2 separate regions of the Bos taurus genome follow, and region 2 is linked to region 1. The links are chromatin contacts, called in public Hi-C maps. All regions are on one chromosome and are shown on one strand. The core of a region is the stretch at or near the end of the contact, and the rest is flanking DNA. Distances in the headings are between cores, read along the strand shown. Region 1 overlaps SH3PXD2A (SH3 and PX domains 2A). Region 2 holds the start of SH3PXD2A (SH3 and PX domains 2A).

Region 1 (7,407 bases), core at 2,488-4,987:
GGATCAGAGAGGGCATGTCACTTGCCCAAGGTAACACAGCATGCGAGCCCAAGTGGCCTTAGTCTAGCACTCAGATCATTCAGCATCTTGTGGTCGATAAGGACACCTATAAAATTCAGCCAGATAAGCTAGTTAGGAGTAGGTGGGAAGAGCAAAGCAAAACGAAGCTACAGAGCCAGAAATACCAAAAGGCCACCAAGTTCTAGACACTCTGTTATCACAGCCTCAGCTCGGTGTGAGCACAGCTGTGAGGAAGAGGAAGCCCGACGTGACCCGTGGCGAGCGTTCATGACCGCCTGGGCTTGGAGGCACAGTGGTTTCTGATCCTCAAGGCCCCTCATCTGCTGCCCAGGCCACGTGCCCTGCCACTTCTCGGAGGCTCTGCAGCTGAAGTGAGCCTTCAGGGCTCCGCGGAGCCAGGACGGCCTGGCTGCGTCTGGGGCCAGCTGACAGTGTCCACAGAGGCTGCTTCTCTCAAGGGAGCGTCCCTAAGTTCTGGGGACCGTGACACTGAGCTGACACTGTCCTGGGCTCTGCCTCCCTCTCTGACTTTTCTCTCCTTTCCCTCCTCCAGCGCCCGGCCCAGTGCTGATTCCCGACACCCCCAAACCCAGCCTACCACGGCACCCTCTCTTCTCCTTTGTAGCTCTTACTATTAATACCTGCGCTGCTTCCTCGCCCCCAATGTAGGCTCCTTGAGGCAGGAACTGTGATGTTGCTCCAGGCCTCGCACAGGGCTGGGCACCGCTGGCGTTTGCTAAGTGAGTGGGCACAGAGCCCTGACGACTGGCAACCGGGCTAAGGGCTGCTGGCTGGTTCTGAGGGACTGGCCCGAGCTGTGCTGTGATCCTGAGTTGTCCCGCAGGCAGATCGTGGGTCTCTGCCCTCCCCTCCAGTAAAGCCCAGTGGAAAATGCCACTTCCTTCAGGAGGTCTTCCCCGATAATTATAGATGGGTTAGAATCGTGTGGACAGAGGAGTCTGGCAGGCTCCAGTCCATGGGGTCACAAAGAGTTGGACACAACTGAGTGACTACCACCCCCCCCACACACACACAGAGCAAGCGCGGGTGTTAGTTTGTGTAAAATACAAGAGGGCTAGAGCAGTCTCGATGGGCAGAGCCCGCCCGTGCCTCAGTGCGTTTTCTGTCCGCTGACGAGGATGGCCTGGGCCTCCCGTGCTCCGTCCTCTGTCTGGGCCATCATCCCGCCAAGTGCGTCTCTCTCCTCCCCCACCTGGCCACAGCATCTCACCACCTCCTTTGCCGTGTCCCCTGAGAACAAGGTCACGTGTGAGCTCAGAACTACCATCTGGGCACGGTTTGATGTGCTCTGGGCTTCCCTAGTGGCTCAGATGGGACAGAAACTGCCTGCAATGCGGGAGACCTGGGTTCAATCCCTGGGTTGGGAAGATCCCCTGGAGAAGGGAACAGCAACCCACTCCAGTACTCTTGCCTGGAGGATCCCACGGACAGAGGAGCCTGGCGGACTATAGTCCATGGCGTCTCAAAGAGTCGGACACGACTGAGCGACTAACACCTTCACTACTTTCCTCTTGATGTGCTTCAGACACATCATTTCAAGTGCCATTCTAAGAAGAAGCTTCTATCATTAGCCCCATTGTCAAGATGGGGAAATTGAGGCACAAAGAGCTCAGATCTGAACTGGGTGTCGGCTCACTCCTAAGCCTTTTCCATCTTTTCCATCACCATCTTTTCAGTCTCTTCTGGTCTTCTCATGCCACACCCACCCCCCCCAAACCCCCACCCCTGCCTAACGCCCCTGCTTGGAAGCCTCCCTCAGCCCAGATGTCTCCCTCCCAATCTGTCTCTGAACCCTCCCCCAGCATCCAAGTCCAGGCGGAGGCTGGCTCACTCTGGTGGCCTTCCCTGCCCACCTCGCGCCCCCTCCCTGCAGGGGGGCTAGCTAGCTCCCTCTCCAAGTTCCCCTTGCCCTCCTGGTATGAGCATCTACACCCAGCCTGCTTGGCCATCTCATACTCAATGACTGTCCCAGGTGTACTGGCCAGGCCCGCCCTGCTAGGAAGAGGGCTGCAGGGGACTGGCCCCTCCTCGCAGGCCCTCCTGAGTGTTTAGCCAGGGTGGCCCTCAGGCATGAAGCAGACTTACAGTCATGGTCATCTCCACTCTGCTTCCAGAACCTCAGTGCTTAGCGACACAGGGCCTAGTCCCGGAGCCCACAGCCGGGGTGGGGTGGTGCTCGCCCACCTTCCCTGCAGCTGCTCTTTCCTGTGATTGATTCCCTGCAGCAGCTCCACCGTCCAAAGCAAGAATGTGCCAGCGCCTCTTTGGTGCCAGGACTTGAGCTAAGTCCCGGAGACGGTGGAGGACAGGGAAGCCTTGGCGTGCTGCAGTCCATGGGGTCGCCAAGAGCTGGATAGGACTTGGCTTGGCGACTGAAAGACAATTATGTGCCAGGCCCTGGGGCTTGCAGCATTGAGTAAGACAGGACTCATCCCCCGCCCCAGGGAGGACAATGAACAACTGGATAAAGCCAAGTGATAAACTGGGTTAAGAGCTCTGAAGAAAGGGATAAGGATGCTAAAGTGGAGAAAGAAAGAAAGGGAGGGCTCTTGAGGAAGAGAGGATTAAAGGAGAACCTGAGGGCAGATGCAAAGGCTGGGGCAGGGGAAAGGGGCTGGGGAGAGGGAGGGGGCTGGGGAGGGGTAGGAGGTGTGGGAAGGGGAGGGAGCTGGGGAGGGGGAGGGGCCTGGGGAGGGGTAGGAGGTGCGGGAAGGGGAGGGGCTGGAGAAGGGGAGGGGGCTGGGGCAGGGGAGGAGGTTGGGGCAGGGGAGCAGGTTGGGGCAGGGGAGGGAGCTGTGGCTGGAACAGAGACCAAGCCTTCCCAGTGACAGGCCACAGGGACACTCCCGGAAGTACTCCTAAGCACAGGGAAGACCATGTGGCCTTCAGGGAAGGCCTTCAGGGAAGCTGTGTCCCCTGCTGTTTGGAGGTGGGTTGCGGGAGGGCACACAGGAGAAGGGAGCACCTGAGGAAGGCCCGGCAGTGGGTCCCAGCACCCAGGGTAGCTGTGCTGATGCTTCACTTGCAGCTGCTTGGCCTCTCCCGCCTCTCCTCACTCCCTCGCTGGTCTCTTCTCCCAAATAAGTTGCCTGGGCTCAGTCCTCTCCTCAGATCTACTGCTGGAGGATTCGGAACCAAGACTTCCATCTCCCTCTGCTCCCCCTCCCCACCTGCCCACCACGATTCCTGTGGCCACAACCCTGCCCTGCGTGGACACACAGCGGTGGCATGTGCCATGAGCCAGCAGGGGGTGACCCGTGCCCCCGGACCCCGAGGCGCCCGCCCTTGGCATCGCGGGGCCCTGTGGGCTTCCCAGGTGCCCGCTCCTGCTTGTGGCGGGGGCCGGGGCACTCCTGGCTCTTAAGCTTGAATTCTTTGGCTTGGCAGGCGCAGCCTTTAATCAGGAGCCCGCCTCTGCCTAATTAAATCAGACCTGACTACAGCCCAGATCCCACTTCTCCAGCTATTCCAAGCAGGCCAGCAGCTGGTCCCTGCTCCCTGTCCCTCAGCCAGGCCCCGATTTAAGTCTGCACAAGGACCTCCAGGTGTCCTTCTGCACCAGCACTCAGGAAGCTCTGGAAATCAGCTGGGGGAGTTTCTGAGCGATGGAAAAAACACTGGGCTCTGGGTCAGAAACCCTGGTGCCAATCCAGTTTCTCTGGGTGACCTCAGGGAAGCCACGCCCCGCTCTGGGCTGCAGAACCTCAGTGCAAAGTGCGTGGGGGCTGGGCCAGAGGGTGTCGGTGTAACACTGGGCTCTGAAGGCTGGGACTGCGGGCAACCTTCCCCTCCTGCCTCTGTGGATGCAGCCAGGGATGTCCAAGCAGTCTCTCCCATCCTGGCTGCATGCATGGAGAGGCAGGAGGGGCCTCACCCAACAGCCCGTATAGACAGAGCCTCTGGCCGTGTGTCCTGGGTTGGGAGCAGGGAGTTCACAATGACTTAGGATTCAAGCTATGTTTTTTCTAGTAATCATACATGGATGTGGGAGTTGGACCATAAAGAAAGCTGAGCACCAAAGAATTGATGCTTTCAAACTGTGGTGCTAAAGAAGACTCTTGAGAGTCCCTTGGACTGCAAGGAGATCAAACCAGTCAATCCTAAAGGAAATCAACCCTGAATATTCATTGGAAGGACTGATGCTGAAGCTTCAATACTTTGGCCACCTGATGCGAAGAACTGACTCATTGGAAAAGACCCTGATGCTGGGAGGGATTGAGGGCAGGAGGAGAAGGGGGACGAGATGGTTGGATGGCATCACCGACTCAATGGACATGAGTTGGAGCAAACTCCAGGAGTTGGTGAAGGACAGGAAAGCCTGGCGTGTTGCAGTCCATGGGGTCACAAAGAGTCGGACACGACTGACAACCAGGTGCCTGGCTGGAGAGGCTTAGTCAGGGACTGGGGTCACAGCTACTGCCCTCAAGGTCAAAGTCAAGCCTCAGTTTGGTTGGGGGAAAGGAGACCTGCTTTTTTGATGCTCCCAGAGCCAGCCTCACTGTGACCATCCTGAAAGGGGAGCTGGGCAGCACCCCTCCTCTGAGGTCTGACCCCAAAGCAGGAGGCCCTCAGTGGACACGGGCTGGACTGGCCCTGGCACTCCTAAGCCTTGCAGCTTCTCACCTGGGGAGAAGCCTGGAGTCCCCTTAAAGAGTCCCCAGGTGGGGAAAGTGCCCTCAACTGTACCTTCAGGGGCTCCCCACCCTGTGACCACAGCAACCATGAGTGCTGACTCAATTATTCATTCCTATGGTTGGATGAAAGGTCCCATCTTGCAATTTGGAAACTGTTGCATGGTCACAGCTCCTGTGTGGTTGTGGGGTGCAGACCTGGAGTGGGGAAGGATTTGGATTCGGCCTCTGATGCTTACCAGCTGAGAGATAACCAACCTAAGCCTAAGGTTTCTCATCTGCAAAAAGGAGGCATGAACCTCACAGGATTATTGCTTGCTTGCTTCGCTTTAGTCATTTCCAACTCTTTGCAACCCTATGGACTGTACCTGCGAGGCTCCTCTGTCCATGGGATTCTCCAAGCAAGAATACTGGAGTGGGTAGACATTTCCTACTCCAGGGGATCTTCCCAACGCAGGGATCGAACCCACTTGTCTTTCGTCTCCTGCTTTGGCAAGTGGCTTCTTTACCACTAGCGTCATAGATGGTTAAACAAGGTAGACCAAGCTTAAACATCCAGAACAGCTTCAGGGGTCTGCAAACGCCTGCCTGGATGGGGGTTGGTGTAATATCCAGTGCTGCCACAAGAGGGAGCCAGACACACACAGATCCCGTGAACTAAGGCACTTGAGCGACTGAACTGAACTGAAGGCACTGTAAGTGACCCAGTTACGGAGGTGCCTAAACTCCAACCTACCATAGACCCAAATACACGGCCTGTGACGGGGGACGGGTCACATGATCTCCAGAATGCCTGCCTCTTTCACATCTGACTTGCTGTGATTGTCTTCCCTTCTCACAGCCCTTAGCGCCCACTCCAGACACTAGTGGTTACATGCTCGGACTATTACAAGAGCCAACCGGTTTTCATAAGATCACACAATGTCAGAGCCAGGAGGGATCCCAGAGACCCCCACATTCTGCCCCCTCATCTGATGCCGAAGCGTAGAAGAGGTTAACGCTTGCCCCAAATCACCAGCTGGACACTGCGTGCCCCAGGCCCATCTCCTCTGGCCCAGCTCAAGCCAACACTCTCATGTCCAGGCAGACAGACTTTCTTTCAGTTCCTTGAAATGGCCCCAGTCCTGGCTCCTGGGCTCAGTCTGCCGCCTCCCACAGCAGCGAGCCAGGCCTCTCCCCTCAGACCACGAGGCTCCCCAGGGGCAGGGCCTGGCCTCGCCCACTTCCGTGGCTTTGTGCCTCACACCAAGAAGATGATGAAAAATGCTCGAATGAACCAGTGCTTCCTGCCTGGCCTCCAGGGCTGAAGACCTGGGTCCGAGGCTCTGCTCTGCCACGGACTCCCTGTGGAGGGGCAGCTAGCTGGCCAGGGAGCTGGCTATAATGCAGGGACAGCAATTGCAAGGCAGGGGCACCAAGAGTCCCCTGCACAGGACATAACAGCAAAGCAGACCTCAGGGGCTTGGTGGGGGGTGCACCCCTCCAGCTGGAGCCTCCAAGGGTGCCGTCACCCTGAGAAGGAGTGGGCACATGGGGCCTGGGCATCTGCACACAAGACCCCTCCTCCCGGGGCTGAAGTTTCAGGGAAACAAAGCAAGCACAAGCCTGAGAAAATAACGGGGACCCCGCCCCCTCCCCATACCAGGATACCCTTCCCCAGCCGGCGCCTCCTGTCCATCTTGCTTTGAGAACTGAAAGTCCTGTGCCAGGACTGACCACCGAGCCACCCTCCCCTCCTGGCCGTGGACCTCACATGCCCTTGCTGAGCTGGCTGGTTTAGAGTCGGCCTCCCACTCGCTCGCCCACCCAGCATGACAGACACACCCTCAGAAGTCCTCGTTTCCCAGAGCGATGCCCCTTTCAAGTGGGTTGGACACAACTTCCTGTGGGCCCCTTCCTCCCACCTGCCCACCCAGGTTAAAGGTGGGCGTGGGCAGGGGCTCCTCACACAAAGTTCTGTGCTGTTCCAGCCCCTGGCCTCCTGGGGACCCACAGTCCCCTGTTCCAGCTGGCCCTCTCGCCCATCGGCATAAACAGGCTGTCTGTGCAGCTGCCAGAGGCAGAGAGGCTGGGAGGACAGTGTGGCCCGTGTCCCCGGCCAGACGGGAGCTGTCCCACTGCTGGGGGCCTGACCAGGACTCAGCAGAGCTGGGCAGTGGTGGGTGGACTACCCACTCTAACTCCCAAGCCACTCGTCCCTTAGGGAGCGTCAAGAGCATGGGTGCCTCAGAGGTCCTGGTGGCCATGGGGGGCCTGGTGGTGGAGGGGCAGCTTCACTTCACGGTCGGCACAAACCCTGGAGAGAATTCCCAGAGCTAAAAGGTGCTCAGGAGAAGTCAGCCCAGCTCCTGCCTTCAGCAGGAGTCCTCTAGTCTTTTCTGAGCAGCCACTGCACACCCAGGAGGGGTGAAGAGGGAAGGGGGAGAAGAAGCAAAAGTTCCTGTGGACAGAGCATCTGTGATGCCAGGCACGCCTAAGGCATCAGAGCCCGTGAACCTCACGACTATTGTCCCAAGAGAGTCCTGGCCTCGTTTACAGAGATCTGAGAGGTGAAGGGACTTATTCAAGGCCACAGCAGAGCTGGGTGTTCTGGCTGTTGTCTCTGAGTTAGTTTAACTGAATTCAAAATTTTCACCTAGTGGTAGCAGCCTTGAGCCCTGAGTTTGTCTTCTATTTTCTTCTCCTAGCACGGAGCAGGTAGGTATGACTACGGAGAAGGTCACAGAGCTGTCAG
Region 2 (7,407 bases), core at 3,038-5,537, 150 kb after region 1:
AATCTGAGCCTGGTCTCCACAACCAACTCCAGTGGAGGAGAAGGGCCTCACTGTAGGTTCGTATCTTCCTCTGGAGGTGAAGTGACCTGAGTGGACCCACATCTCTAACTGGGAGACCCTGAGCAACTTCTCACCTCTCCACGTCTCAGCTCACCCATCTGTATAAAGAAATCAAAGACTTTGCATGGACTGTAGGAATCACATGAAATCTTACACATTGAGCATCTGGCACCAATGACAGTAACTGCTCACACTGGCTATTAGTTGCATTCCCTGAAGAGTCCTGTAGAGGATCAGAACATTCACGACTGGTATTTGTCTGAAATAAACAATCAGGAGAGGAAATGACTGCGAAAGCACAATGCCTCTCAAATCCAAACAAATAATTTCTTGTTTGCTTTAGATGCGCCAGCTCCTCTCCAACACCATATGACTTGACTTACACCTACACATGCGTGTGGGTGCAAAGAATGTGAACCAGAGCTCACATCCTTATGGAAAGTTGTCAAAGGTAACTGCAGTTTGCATCCAGCGTCATTAGGACCGTTTGAAAGACAAGTGGTCTGAGGCCAAAGCCAGTTTACCTAAGGTCTCTCCAGGGACAGCTCATAACAGCTGAGAGAGGAGCCCAACTCCAGGCATGGAGCCTGGTCTAAGCAGCAGCTGCCTACCTCCCCCAACACTCCTCCCTCCTAGCATCCCAAGCAAGGCCTTGGCAGAGAGGAAGGAAGCCAAGGGCTGACAGTACCACCCAAATGATGCAGGTCACCTGCCTGCCCTTTCATAAACAGGCCAAAACACAAGACCCTTGGTATCTAGGCGGCTCCACACCCATCCCAGAGACAAGCCTGCCTTTGGCTGGATGTCCTGAGAAGACCTCTGCAGTGTGTTCCCAGCGTTCTGGAGCCGGCAGAGCCCCTCCTGCTTGGGCCCCAGGCCTCTCATCAGCTAGCTCCGGCTAACGTGCATATCCCATAAAGCCGCTCAGCTCTGCAATTTGCCAAACTGCAGACTCAGAATTCACCATCACCTCACCAGGAGAGGTGGGAAGAGGGCAAGCTTCTACAGTGCAGAACGGCTTCCAGGACATACATGACACGGGCGCAGTGTGTCCTGCCAGCTACCCACACCAAAGTGCCTTGGCCAGAACACTTGACCTTCTGGTGTGTGGTGTCGGCCTTGCAGAGGCCAAGGGAGGAGGCGACCCTAGGCTTCAGAGGTGCTGCCTCCCCGCCTGGCTTCTCCTGCCCTGTTGGCCCCATCGACACATTCTACTATCAGCCCCCTCTCCTGATGCATTAATGCCCCGCACATGCAGGAACCTCTTGCTATGACCAGATATTTGTCTTCCTCAGCAACCCCAACCAGCCTTCCAGGGCGCTTAGATGAACCCAACAAACATGATGGGCAGAAGGCCAGTTAGACCAAGGTGCTGTGACTTGCTGTGTCACAAGCGACTCTACCCCAACCGGTTCTCAGTTTCCTTGTCTGTAAAATAACGGGTGGAGTCTCAGGAGTCCTCAGGTCCCTGCCAGCTCCACAGTTCCATAACACACAACACTGTCTCTTTTAGCTGTTTTCCACAACCTGCGTTCAGGGCTCTGTATGCTCCCGTCTGCTCAGTGACATCACTCCCGGCCCACATATAGCATCATTGATTCTTAACAAGGGAAGCGGACACATCCCAGAAAACACTGTCCATGAAAAGGGAGGAAATGATCATGTCGATGGAACTGGACGGGACTTTTTTTTTGTATTTTTCACAGAGAACAAGTTATTAGCAATCTTAAAACCCCAAATCTTTCTTCCTTCTTGCCAGACCATTAATAGCTGCTTTTCAAAAGTGCTTTCTTAGTCAGAATCATGCCAATCATAAGCTACCATCTAATGAGTGCCTTATGTGCCAGGACCGCACTAAGTGCTTTGCATGGATGATCTCATATAATTCTCCAGACAATCCTATGAAGTAGATACTACTATTATCCTCATTTGAAAAATGAGGAAACTGAGGTACATGGAGGTTCAGTAAGTTGCCCAAAGTTGCACAGCTACTCAGTATGTGAGCCAGGCTTTGAACGAGAGCCTCTCACTCAAAGCCTCAGCACTAACCACCTCTCAACACTGCTCGCAGCGGGCCCCTAGGCCCTTTAGCAATGCTCCTGGCTAGTGTGTTCCACATCTGTATGTAACCTTGGACATCACTGGTCATAGCTAAGGTCTGATGTTTCACCTAAGATCCACAGAGAGTGCCATCTGTTGAAAGCAGTGCCTACCTTACCTGAGGACTAGAAAAGAAGCCCTAAAACTGCAACATTAGAGAAAAGAAGTTAGGAAGGCTGACTTCATAATAAGGGCTGGGATATGCCAATGGACATCTGCCTCAGAGGAGGACGACCACATGGGAACCCAAATCCTCCAAAGACAGCTTTCTCAAAAGGGCAGGGCGGGGGGATGCCTGCTGGGCCAGTGATAGGAAAGGATGAACCCTCCCACCAGCACCCACCTTTCCGTCCCCTCAGGAACCAGACTCCTTGGTTCACCTCCTCCCCAACCTGAGTCCAAGCTCATTTATTCCACTAAAAAGAAACCCGAAGATCAGAGCTATTGGGGATAAAGACAGAAAGAGTAGCCCGAGGCTGACATTAGCACAAATCCAGTCCCCTTCCAACAAGGAAATAAAAGGCAGAGATCAATGTGCTGTCTAGGGCAGCAACCCACAGCCTGTTTTAATTGTGAAAATTAATGCTTTGAGCATTCTAAATGCTCCTTTAAATGCCTAATTTGCAAATAAGATGCAGTCCTTGCTGTCTCTTCTGTCTCAAGAACAGGAGCAAAGCTGCTAGGACTGGCAGCCTCGGGAGCCAAGGACACCATTTACTTCCTAAGGTGGGAAGGATGGGAAGACGGGATGGGCTGAGATGAAGGGGCGTCGCGTCCTACTGGCCCCCAGCTCGGCTCGGTCAACCTTAGCCCCTTCTCATTAAGTCTGGGAAGGCAGGGGGAGGGGCAGCCGGCCGCTCCTCAGAGACCACAGCAAACATTTCCCTCCTCGTGTCGGAGACGGAGCATCACTTAAGAGGACATGAACCCCGGTTAAGGGTCACGTCCAGAGGAGGGATAAAAGGAAAAGCCACAATTTTCCTCACACCGACCGACACGAGGGCTTTAAGAAGGTAATCAAAGCTCAGGGCTGAGGGTGGAGGTAGGGCAGAAGCGGCGGCTTCTCTCGGCCCCCCAGACCCAAGCCTGGGGAGACAGAGACCAGGGCACAAGTAGGAGGCTCGTGCAAGGCGTCCGTCCCCAGGGTAACCTCTGAAAGCATCTCGATCTGCGTGCGCCTGAGCGACCCGAGCCCCCAGGGAGGGCCGGGAAGATGCTCTTTCCCAACGGAGCTTCCCAGCAAGGGTTTGAAGAACGTTCCCCCCACCATCCATCAAAGCTCAGGCGGACAGATGACTTCACCGTTGTAACAGACAAGGGCAGCCACTTGCCAATTCCAATGCCAAAAAAAGAAAACGGGCGTGGGGCGGGGGGGTGGGGGGGAGCAGTGGAGGAAGGTCAGAAAAGGGTTCCCTGGAGATCACAGCCCTGCCAAGAGACCCCACCGCCAAAGGCTGCCCTGTAGGCGCTCAGCTCCGGGACTTAACACGGAGAGGGCTGAGGGGCCACCCAGGGGCCCTCAGGGGGTTCCTGGCCAGCCTCCCGCAGGAGTCGTGGGGGCGTACTCACATAGTGCTTGGAGGGGTTCCTCCGTTTCTCCACGTCCACCACGGTGGCATCTTGCACGCAGTAGGCGAGCATCTTCCCCCACAAAGCGAGTGGCGCCCCCCGGCGGCGTCACCTTCTCATCCCGGTCCGGCCCCGGCTCCTTGTCCCGCTTCCCGGGTTCCCGGGTCTCCCCAGCTACCTCGGGCCGGCGCGCCGCTGCCCGGGCTCCCCAAGCCCACAGGTACAGCCGCTGGACGGGGGCTGTTCAGAGGGCACGCGGGCTCCGTGCGCCCGGGCGGCTCCCCGTGGGCCTGCCGCGCTCCCCTTCCCTCCCGCGCCGCCGCAGCTCTCCGGCTCGCCCGCCCGCTCTCTCCGCCGCCCGGTGGGTCCGGCGGGAACTGGCGGAGCAGAGGAGGGGCGGGGGTGTGTCCCGCCGGCGAGGGGACGGGGCGGGGGCCCCGGAGCCTGCTGTCAGCGCGCTAGGGAGGGGCCGGCGGCGCCCCTTCTCTGCGCTCCGGCTCCGGGGGGCTCGGCGCTGACGGAGGCTGCGGGCGCAGGAGGCGGAGGCAGGGCCGGGCAGGCAGAGAAGGGAAGGGAGGGGAGAGAGGGGAAGCGCGCGGGGAGGGGCTCCGGGCCCGGGGGAGGGGCTCGGGGCGACGGGGAGGGGGGCTGCAGCCCGGCCGGAGAGGCCGGAGCGGGCCCGCGCGCCCCCACCGCGCAGAGAGCGCGGCCAGCGGCCTGGCGCGGCGCTGGGCGACTTGGCCAGGCACTGAAACTCGGGGTGGCTTCGGAGGGAGGAGGGGCGAGGGGGAATGAACCCAGAGCGCCCCCGCCCCGGCTTTCGGTCTGGGAGCGGATTTGTGCCTTTCGGCCCCCACCTTTACGGCCCCCTCCCACTCCTATCCCCCAGAGCTCTTTCATGAAAAGTAGTTTATTACCCCACCGTTTTCGCTCAGGCCCTCTGAGCTGGAGACAAGGACTGGGAAAGTAGGCGGCATTAAACCTTTCAAGCCAGAGCCTCTTTTGATAAACCACCTGCCCCCCTGCGGGTCACAAAGGGTATATTCTCCCCGGAAATGTGATCGATCCACTGCCTGAGTCGCTTATCGATCTGAGCCTGGATAACCAATCTGTGATATCATTCACCAGTGAGGTTACAAGACGATAACACTCCTGCCTTTAAGCCTAAGGCTTCCCTGGAACCCTCTCCTCCAGGTCGGGGAGGAGGGAAGGGAAAATCCACCACTGAGTTGGGGACCAGCTCATCACTGGCCCCAGACTCTGACTTTCTCACCACCTCTCCCTCTGGTTTAGAAAACCTACTGTTCAAGTCACTTGTCCATCCCTGGACTTGGGACACAATTACTATTTAATTCAATTTACACCCCACCCGCCACCCCCAACTGTTTCCAGCATTTTTCCATTCTAATTTCAAATATTTAAAGTAGTGTCTTCACAATTAATCCTATTGTTCACAATCACAATAAACTTTGTGACTGTGGAGCAATGCCAAGCATCTGAAATGGAGGCCAAGAGTTCTAACTGTGTTAATACTTTTTTCTCTGTACTGTCAGAACTCATGTAGATTCCAAGTTCTAAGACTGTTCACACAACTGCTTGGTACAGAGTAGCCTATTATCCTTCCAGCTTTCTTGAAGAAGGGTGCTAGGACACCAAAGGATGCTGCTATCTAATTAGTTGACCTGGAGCAAATCACTTAATACCACAGGCATTAGAGTCATTTTAAAGTTTTCTGTGAAATGGGGCTGCTGAACTAGATGGTCTTTTAAGACTTGTCCCTACATACATTCCAAACTCCTAGCAGTAGTTACTCCTTTGGAGACCATTTTGAGGGGGTTTTTTGTTTTGTTTTTCATAATTATCATGTATGGATATTGACATTTAAAAAATATTTTTTTTAATTTCTTCTCTAAAATTCTAGAAGTTTAGGCTTGATTGAGCACTTATTCTGTGCTCCTTTACAGGGCATTAAAAAACAAAAGAGAGAGAGTGAGAGAATTCAGGTGATGTTTGTGGAACTAAAGACTGAATCCAGTTGACAAATGCTTGTCCCTTCACTCAAAGAGAAGAAAGTACACTCGAGAAACAGGGACACCATGAAGACAGTATGTAATAAAATGTCCGTTGCATGCTCAGTTGTGTCCGACTCTGTGATCCCACAGACTGTAGCCTGCCAAGCTTCTCTGTCCATGGGATTATCCCAGCAAGAATACTGGGGCACTGGGTTGCCATTTCCTTCTATAGGGGATCTTACTGACTTAGGGATCGAACCTGCATCTCCTGCTTGGCAGGCAGAGTCTTAGCTCTGAGCCACCTGGGAATGTCCATTATTATTGTTGTTCAGTTGCTGAGTCATGTCCGACTCTGTGACCCCGGGGACTGCAGCATGCCAGGCTCCTGTGTCCTCCCCTGTCTCCCGGAGTTTGCTCAGATTCATGTCCATTGAGTCAGTGATGCTATCTGAACATCTCATCCTCTGCTACCCCTTCTCCTTTTGCCTTCAGTCTTTCCTAGCATCACAGTCTTTTCCGATGAGTCAGCTCTTTGCATTAGGTGGCCAAGGTGTTGGAACTCCAGCCTCAGCATCAGTCCTTCTAATGAGTATTCAGGGTTGATTTCCTTTAGGATTGACTGGTTTCATCTCCTTGCTTCCAAGAGACTCCCAAGAGACTTCTCCAGTACCACAGATCAAAAGCATTGTTTCTTCGGTGCTCAGCCTTCTTTAAGGTCCAATTCTCACATCCCTATATGACTACTAGGAAAACCATAGCTTTGACTAGACGACCTTTGTCAGAGTGATGTCTCTACTTTTTACTATGCTGTCTAGGTTTGTCATAGCTTTCCTTCCAAGGAGCAAGCATCTTTTACTCTCATGGCTGCAGTCACTGTCCACAGTGATTTTTGGAGCCCAAGAAAGTAAAATTTGTTTCTGCTTCCAATTTTTCCCCCTTCTATTTGAAATGCCCTTTAGGATTCCAGAAAGTGGAGGCCTGGAATAATCAGGAGAACTTCCTAGAGGAAACTGTCTGTGTTGTAGGGACTCTGTATGGTCTCTAAAGTCTCTATGGGCAGAGTTTAGAATACCTTGGAATACTCTGCCTCTTCTGAAGTCCTCCAGGTCGGTTGCACTTGCCACAAGCTGTTCAACTTGTGTGTATTTGTCCATAACACATTCATCTCTTCCGAGAGTGGCTGGTGCACAGGACTGGCTGTAAGTTATCTCCTACTTCTTTGCACTCCTCATGTAGCAAACCTTCACCTTATCCACACTAGTAGTCACTGTACGAGAATCTGTTGAATGAATGATTGGGGGAGAAGGAAAGGTGGAGCGAGGACACTGAACCCTGAACCTGCAGTGATACACAGACGGCCAGGAGGATAGTGTGCACCTGGGGGAGAGTCAGGGAAGGGAGTGAGACACAGGAAAAGGAAGTGCCAGGGTCCTGCCCCGGCTGATCCAGGGTATTCGAAGGAGAGACGGCATAGGCGAGGATCAGGAAACAATTGCTTAATTAAACGTTAATTAAGGATATAAAGAGTGATAGAATGAGGATAGCTCAGTAGGAAAATTCAGTGGAGAAAAGAGGCTGAGTAGCTTGGTTTACTCGGGAGACCAATAAAACTTCAAGACAAGAAGTTTGCACCACTTATGTAGGCCACAGGCGTCCTTCCATTCTC

Evidence for each region. Hi-C and Micro-C count contacts between places; a contact is called where the count stands out from the background.
Region 2: a Hi-C map of blastocyst shows a contact between it and region 1, with 4 times the contacts expected there. The contact joins the promoter of SH3PXD2A here to the enhancer-like site in region 1. A contact is called at or near these places in 4 of 11 Hi-C or Micro-C datasets (blastocyst, liver, skeletal muscle and 1 more).

The regions. Positions count from the first base shown.
Region 1 is chr26:24,260,939-24,268,345 of ARS-UCD2.0, forward strand. All of the region lies in intron 5 of SH3PXD2A (SH3 and PX domains 2A), which reads right to left. Among named protein-coding and RNA genes, the nearest start is that of SH3PXD2A, 150 kb to the right of the region's middle. Within about 2 kb of position 3,738, at least 5 of the 102 cell types and tissues checked have an H3K27ac peak or open chromatin away from gene starts, as enhancers often do. A contact at or near this core is called in blastocyst and liver, where this site is marked.
Region 2 is chr26:24,406,306-24,413,712 of ARS-UCD2.0, forward strand. SH3PXD2A (SH3 and PX domains 2A) reads right to left here and starts at 4,288. Exons shown (of 13, transcript XM_059882031.1): 1 at 3,730-4,288. The coding sequence starts at 3,801.